Linked DNA regions of Pan troglodytes: region 1 is linked to region 2. A link is a contact called in public HiChIP or PLAC-seq data. All regions are on one chromosome and are shown on one strand. Each heading gives the region's core, a stretch centred on a gene start, on an enhancer-like site or on the middle of the called end of the contact. The rest is flanking DNA. Distances are from core to core; before and after follow the strand shown. Region 1 holds the start of ANKRD13C (ankyrin repeat domain 13C). Region 2 holds the start of CTH (cystathionine gamma-lyase).

What was found. HiChIP or PLAC-seq counts read pairs in DNA pulled down with a chosen protein or histone mark.
Region 1: an H3K4me3 HiChIP or PLAC-seq map of stem cell-derived excitatory neurons shows a contact between it and region 2, with 4 times the contacts expected there. The contact joins the promoter of ANKRD13C here to the promoter of CTH in region 2. A contact is called at or near these places in 2 of 7 Hi-C or Micro-C datasets (blood and stem cell-derived neural progenitor cells) and 1 of 1 datasets of contacts at active chromatin or transcription factors (stem cell-derived excitatory neurons).

Annotation. Positions count from the first base shown.
Region 1 is chr1:160,638,063-160,641,435 of NHGRI_mPanTro3-v2.0_pri, forward strand. ANKRD13C (ankyrin repeat domain 13C) reads left to right here and starts at 2,066. Exons shown (of 13, transcript XM_001166457.7): 1 at 2,066-3,090. The coding sequence starts at 2,661. It overlaps LOC101059761 (embryonic stem cell-related gene protein), which reads right to left and starts at 2,477. Exons shown (of 4, transcript XM_063800487.1): 1 at 1,958-2,477. The coding sequence starts at 2,117.
Region 2 is chr1:160,582,982-160,586,209 of NHGRI_mPanTro3-v2.0_pri, forward strand. CTH (cystathionine gamma-lyase) reads right to left here and starts at 1,255. Exons shown (of 12, transcript XM_024346572.3): 1 at 404-1,255. The coding sequence starts at 571.

The sequences.
Region 1 (3,373 bases), core at 816-3,315, 56 kb after region 2:
CGATCTTGGCTCACTGCAACCTCCATCTCCCAGGTTCAACCGATTCTCCTGCCTCAGCCTCCCGAGTAGTTGGGACTACAGGCACCCACCATCACGCCCGGCTAATTTTTGTATTTTTAGTAGAGACAGGGTTTCACCATGTTGCCCAGGCTGGTTTTGAACTCCTGACCTCAAGTGATCCACCCGCCTCAGCCTTCCAAAGTGCTGGGATTACAGGCATGAGCCACTGCGTTCGGCCTGAGTCACTGAATTTTCTATAAAGGTGATTGCATTATGCTATTCCCTGTTTAAAGATCTCTAAAAAGACTATTCCTTTTTTTTTTTTTGGACAGAGTCTCACTCTGTCCCCAGGCTGGAGTGCAGGGGCACAATCTCAGCTCACTGCAGCCCCGCCTCCTGGGTTCAAGCGAGTCTTCTGCCTCAGCCTCTTGAGTAGCTGCGAGTACGGGCACAAGCCACCACGCCCAGCTAATTTTTGTATTTTTAGTAAAGTCAGGGTTTCACCATATTGGCCAGGCTGGTCTCGAACTCCTGACCTCGTGATCTACCCGCCTCAGCCTCCCAAAGTGCTGGAATTACAGGCATAAGCCACCGCGCCCGGCCAAGTGTAAACTTTTAAGATGACATACAAAGCCCTGCATGACCTGGCCCTTCCTCTCTCTCTAGCCTTACTGTCAGATTTGACTGTACCACATTCTAGCATTGAAGTATTGGGCAAGTTTTTTTTAACTGTCAAGTGAGGATACTAATGCTAATCAGGGGGAGATAACAGCATATAAAGTGCCAAGCATACTGCCTGGCTTAGCGTTAACAATAAATATTGGCTATTGTGGAAGAAGCAAACATTATTGCATGTATTTTTTCAGTCTCTACTGCTGTCTCAAGAGGATGCTTTGAACTGTTGATTGGGTAATGTTTTAACATAAACGGAACTCTCCACTCCACCGAAAAAGAAAGAAGAGGAAGAAACAGATTTATCTGAACAGACTGGGAAGAAAATTGGAGGTGAAAAGTTGAGTGACTGGGGAGGATTAAGAGAGGCCCATCGAGTTGTTTGTTTGCGGAGATGAGTTAGCGGTAGTATAAACTTTAAGAAAGAAGAGATCTGGCCGGGCGCAGTGGCTCATGCCTGTAGTCCCAGCACTTTGGGAGGCTGAGGCTGGCGGATCACTGAGGTCAGGGGTTCAAGACCAGCCTGGCCAACACGGTGAAACCCCGTCTCTACTAAAAATACAACAATTAGCTTGGTGTGGTGGCGCAGGCCTATAATCCCAGCTACTCTGGAGACTGAGGCAGGAGAATCGCTTGGACCTGGGAGGTGGAGGTCGCAGTGAGCCGAGATTGCACCACTGCACTCTAGCCTGGACTACAGAGACTCTGTCAAAAAAAAAAAGAAAAAAAAAAAAGAAAAAAAAAAAGAAAAAAAAGAGAGATCTGAAGTATTTGCTCTCAGAACATAGGGGGACTTTGGAGAGTTAAATGGGTGAAGATCTTTAGGATGTTTTGCTAAGCCCCCTCCTTACGTCCTCAGTGGCCAGCTTTAGTTACTTTGTTAAAGTTTTATGGTTGGTAGATTTACGTTTCTTCAGAGTTTGACACTAGGTTGAGGTTGGCCATGAACTAATACAATTATATTTCAGTTACACGATTCTTTGCCCTCCTTGAGTGTCCCCACCCTCATATATGTTAACTCTGACATCTGCCCGAAATTCATTCATCTAATAAATATTTGAGTGGCCTCCCCTCTTTCCGATTGCTGGACAGCCCATCATTTTCCAAAGTCAGCACCTAAACTCTTCTATGACTTTCCTGACAACTCAACACTAAAATTCGTCCCTCCCTTTTTTGTGTGCAACCCACCTCCCCGCCTCCGCTTTTAATTGTTTGGCTGTCATTCCTCTTCTACAGTGCTCCTTGCAATCAGTACTGGTGCTGTACATATTTGCTAGCTTCGTACATACGGCACGAAGTAGATGCTCAGTAAATGTTGGTTGACTGAGTATCCTCTGCATCTCGGTGACATCACATCCTGCGTGCCGTGGCGTCATTCTGCATTCCTCTGCGGAAGGCTCAGATCCGGAGGGTTTAAGTGGTTGTTTATAACATGCACCGAACATATCCAACGCAGGCTGTGGTTTCCGACCGCCCACAAAAAGCGCGGTTGGCGGGAGTGCGGGTTCGGGGTCGGCTGGCAGCTGGGAGACTCCAGCTCTGGGCGGAAACACGCTGCCTCGGAGGCGCCGGCGCCTAGTGATTCTGGGAATAGAAGGTGCGAGGGAGGGAGCGGGTGGCTCACTTATCGCGGTGTTTTCTCTCTCTTCACTCCCGGGGGAGCTCTCGCGAGAGGAGCCAGAGGAAGATGGCCGTGCCCTGTTTTTCGGTGTGAGGCAGCGACGGCGGCTGCGACGGCGAGACTGAGATCCTGGTGTCGTGGGCACCTGAGTTCTAGCTCCCCCCAGCGAGCGCGCGTCCCTTCGTGCCTAGGCGAGAGCCGGCTCTTCCCCGGGAGATGCGTTTGTCCCAGGCTCGGGGGCTCAGTGGGAGTTCATGCTGCGCTGGAGGCTCTTGGCCACCGCTCTAATCGCCTTGTGCCGCCGCAGCGCCAGCTCCGTCGCCAGCGGTGAGCCTCCCGATTCCCCCCCTTGCCCCTGGCGGCGGCGATGACCGGGGAGAAGATCCGCTCACTGCGGAGGGACCACAAGCCCAGCAAAGAAGAAGGGGACCTGCTGGAGCCCGGGGATGAGGAAGCGGCGGCTGCCCTCGGCGGTACCTTTACCAGAAGCAGGATTGGCAAGGGCGGCAAAGCTTGTCATAAGATCTTTAGTAACCATCACCACCGGCTACAGCTGAAGGCAGCTCCGGCCTCCTCCAATCCCCCCGGCGCCCCGGCTCTGCCGCTGCACAATTCCTCCGTGACTGCCACCTCCCAGTCCCCGGCCCTTCTGGCCGGCACCAACCCCGTTGCTGTCGTCGCGGATGGAGGCAGTTGCCCGGCACACTACCCGGTGCACGAGTGCGTCTTCAAGGGGGATGTGAGGAGACTCTCCTCTCTCATCCGCACGCACAATATCGGGCAGAAAGATAATCACGGTGAGGAGTGCTAGCCCCTCTCCACCTCTCTCCTTCCCCGAGCCTAGGGTGTGCCTCCCCAGGCTTCTGGAATCCTAGGCCCCCTCCAGCAGACTCTTCTTTTTGCCCATCATCCGGGCCGTTCGGTAAATCATGATCGACTCAGTAATAGCGTGCCAGTGGTCAGGGGGTTGGTTCTTGTGGGTGCAAAGGAATGTATCCTCCTTGCCCACTTCAAAGTTTGTCGTGAGAAGCTGTTTTGTTTGAGACAGGCCTTCGATTTGCTGATTCTGGACTGTCAGAA
Region 2 (3,228 bases), core at 5-2,504:
AGCTACTGGAAACAATCTTAATTCTAGTCAAGTTATCAGACCCTTAATATTTTTTAAGCTGACTCCGTACTACATCTTTAAAATTTATGCTGCTAAAGGTAACTCAAAAAAGTTATGACCTTCGATTTTTAATTGCAAATTTGTCAAAATCACCTGAATTTCAGGCCAAATCTATATGGCAAGTTGGACAAACGGCTCCTTCCAGTCCTGCTTATCAAAAGAAATACGATCACTGGACCATCCGATACAAAGCTGTGCTGCAAGAATTACAGTGTAGAAACATCTTTCGGTTGCCTTCCTAATTTATAAGTCATATTATAAATTACTTACATGCCTTTCAAATTCATAAGCCGTATCTCTTTTACCGCCCAACTGTGGACAGCCCCAGACAGACCCAGCTCACCGAGTGCTGGCCAGGCGCCCCTTGCTTGAACGTGGTGGACAGTGAGATGGGGGGCACTAGAGCCCTGGAGGTCCATTGCTCTGGATCCTGGCCCACATGGATCGCCTGCGTGGCGAAATGTTGGAAGTGTGGCAGGAAACCTTGTGAGGAGGCGTCTTTTTCCTGCATGCTGAACCGCGAAAGAAGGAGAGAGGAAAAGAACACCGAAGATATAACCAGTCGAAGCCGGGTGTCCGGGGTTGGGAGAGACAGAAGGATCAGGCGAGAAGGAGCTAAAGCACGCAGGTAGAGCCGACGGCGAGCGCACTAAAGCGGCACACAGCGATTGTTGGGGTGGATTTTATTAGCGGGTCTGCAGTCTCATGATCACAGTGGGGCGGGACCAGCGCGGCCTATTGAGCGAAGGCCCGACGCGTCTCCCGCTCCTTATTGGCTGACAGCAGAGGCGTTGCCTGAAACGTCACCGCGACCGCCCCACCCAGTGCACAAAGCGGAGTGAAGCTGGAGTCCCTGGGTCCAAGTGGTGTTAGTCCCTGCGGGCGAAATTCCTGAGTACCGGTCCTGAGGAGGCTGCCATGCTGGCTCCTGAGAGCCACCCGGGCGTCTCTGTGACCTCAGGCCGGAGGTTCGTCCGACACGTGGCGGAAAGCTGGCTTAGTGTTGAAACCGGGTAACTGTAAACAGACCACATAAATAGCCTTCTTTTACTGTGGTAGTTACCTCTGACCACCATCCTTTGCCCTGAGGGCGGTGCTAAAAGACGTAAGCCACAACGTGGAGGGTGGTTAAGAAAACAGTTGCCCAAGCCGCCCAGTTTGCAGCTTGGATTCTCATCAGTCACAGCTTGCGTTTTAGGTACACTGAACTCTGTAATGACCCAGTGCTTACGATGACGAAACGATGACTAGAAGTGAAGGTTAAATTGTTCGTAAGACATAACGAAGCTACTGTAGTGAGGACGTCTATGCACAACTCTGGCAGCTTCCTAAAAGTTAGTCAATCTTGAGCTTTTTCAAGCATCATTATCTTCTTTTAAAGTACAGAGAGAAACTCCCCCTAATGAGAAAGATAATGTGGCTTTGAAATACTTACTGGAGCCTAACATCCTTACACAAAATGCTTTTGCTTTTACACAACAGCAACATCCCTGCAGGAAAAAGGATTGTTTACCACTCACCTGCGCCCAGAGCCCTACTCTCAGAAGAATCACTGCTTTAAAACAAAAATCTCCCTGTTCCCTAAGCAATACAGACTTGACCTACTTACTATTGTGGCTGTTTTCTAGCACCAGGAAATTTGGGGATATTTCTGTTGTTGCAAAATATTCGCTAAAGATCTAAAACTTTATTAAACAAATTAAGAACAAGGAGAATAAGGAATAAACAGCTCTTAAAATTTACAGTTTGAAAGAAAGATATGAAGAGAAAGAATGAGGCAATTTGCTTTTCAAATTAGCTTTAGGGACATTTAACCCATTAAGCACTAGAGGAGTGGTGCTTGAGGGCCTACAAGCTTTTAGAATCCTACCAAACTTTGTATGGCTGGGGGAAAAAATGGATAGACTTCAAAACACTAATGTATATTAATACATATTTAATTAATATTTTTCTTTTAAAAATATAACATCAACTGCAACTCACCTCAATATTTATGTATAACTATAGGTGGGTATTTTTGTGTAATATGATATGGCATTTAGGGGCCAAAAGGGTCTAAAACAGTTCCAATTAGTTTTACCTCCTAATATTTGCTGACAAACCCTGAGTTGCATAAATACAGACATTTTATTTAGTGTACTGTAATAAAGAATCATTCAGAAGACAGCACCAGGCTGGGTGCGTTGGCTAACGCCTATTAATCCCAGCACTTTGGGAGGCCGAGGTGGGCGAATCACCTGAAGTCAAGAGTTCAAGACCAGCCTGGCCAGCAGGGTGAAACCCCATCTCTACAAAAAACACAAAACTTAGCTGGGCGTAGTGGTGCACACCTGTAATCCCAGCTCCTTGGGAGCCTGAGACAGGAGAATCGCTTGAACCCAGGAGGCGGAGGTTGCAGTGAGCCGAGATCATGCCACTGCACTCCAGCCTGGGCCACAGAGTGAGACTCCATCTCAAAAAAAAAAAAAAGATAGCACCCAATACAAATGCTATAAATCAGGCCTTTTTTACTCTCTTAAACTGAGAAAACTTTATTGGATGGCAGCTTAATATGTATCAAGGATTTAAAATATCCCCTTTCTATGACTCAGCAATTTGTTTTGTAGAAAATTTTACTTGCAGGAATTTATCCTTTAGATATATTCTTAATATGTGTACAGAGATGAGCAAGGATGCTTTTTAAACCTACCTTACTATTTTTAATAGCAAAAGAGTGAAAAATGGCTTAATTATTCATTCTTAAAAGACTGGTTAACTGGTTATGATACTACTCTGTGATGGCTACAGTATGGCCAAGAAGTAGGAAGAGATTGAGATGTGCTGGTATGTCAGAGTCTCGCTCTGTTACCCAGGCTGGAGTGCAGTGGTGCCATTTCGAATCACTGCAACCTCTGCCTCCAGGTTTCAAGAGATTCTTCTGCCTCAGCCTCCCAAGTAGCTGGGACTACAGACGCGGCCACCATGCCTGGCTAATTTTTGTATTTTTAGTAGAGATGGGGTTTCACCATGTTGGCCAGGCTGGTCTCGAACTCCTTGCCTCAAGTGATCCACCAGCCTTGGCCTCCCAAAGTGCTGGTATTACAGGCATGAGCCACCACACCTGGCCTATTGATCTCTAATATCTAAGACAGCAAAGCAAAGTAACGTATACATCATGCTTCCACTTTT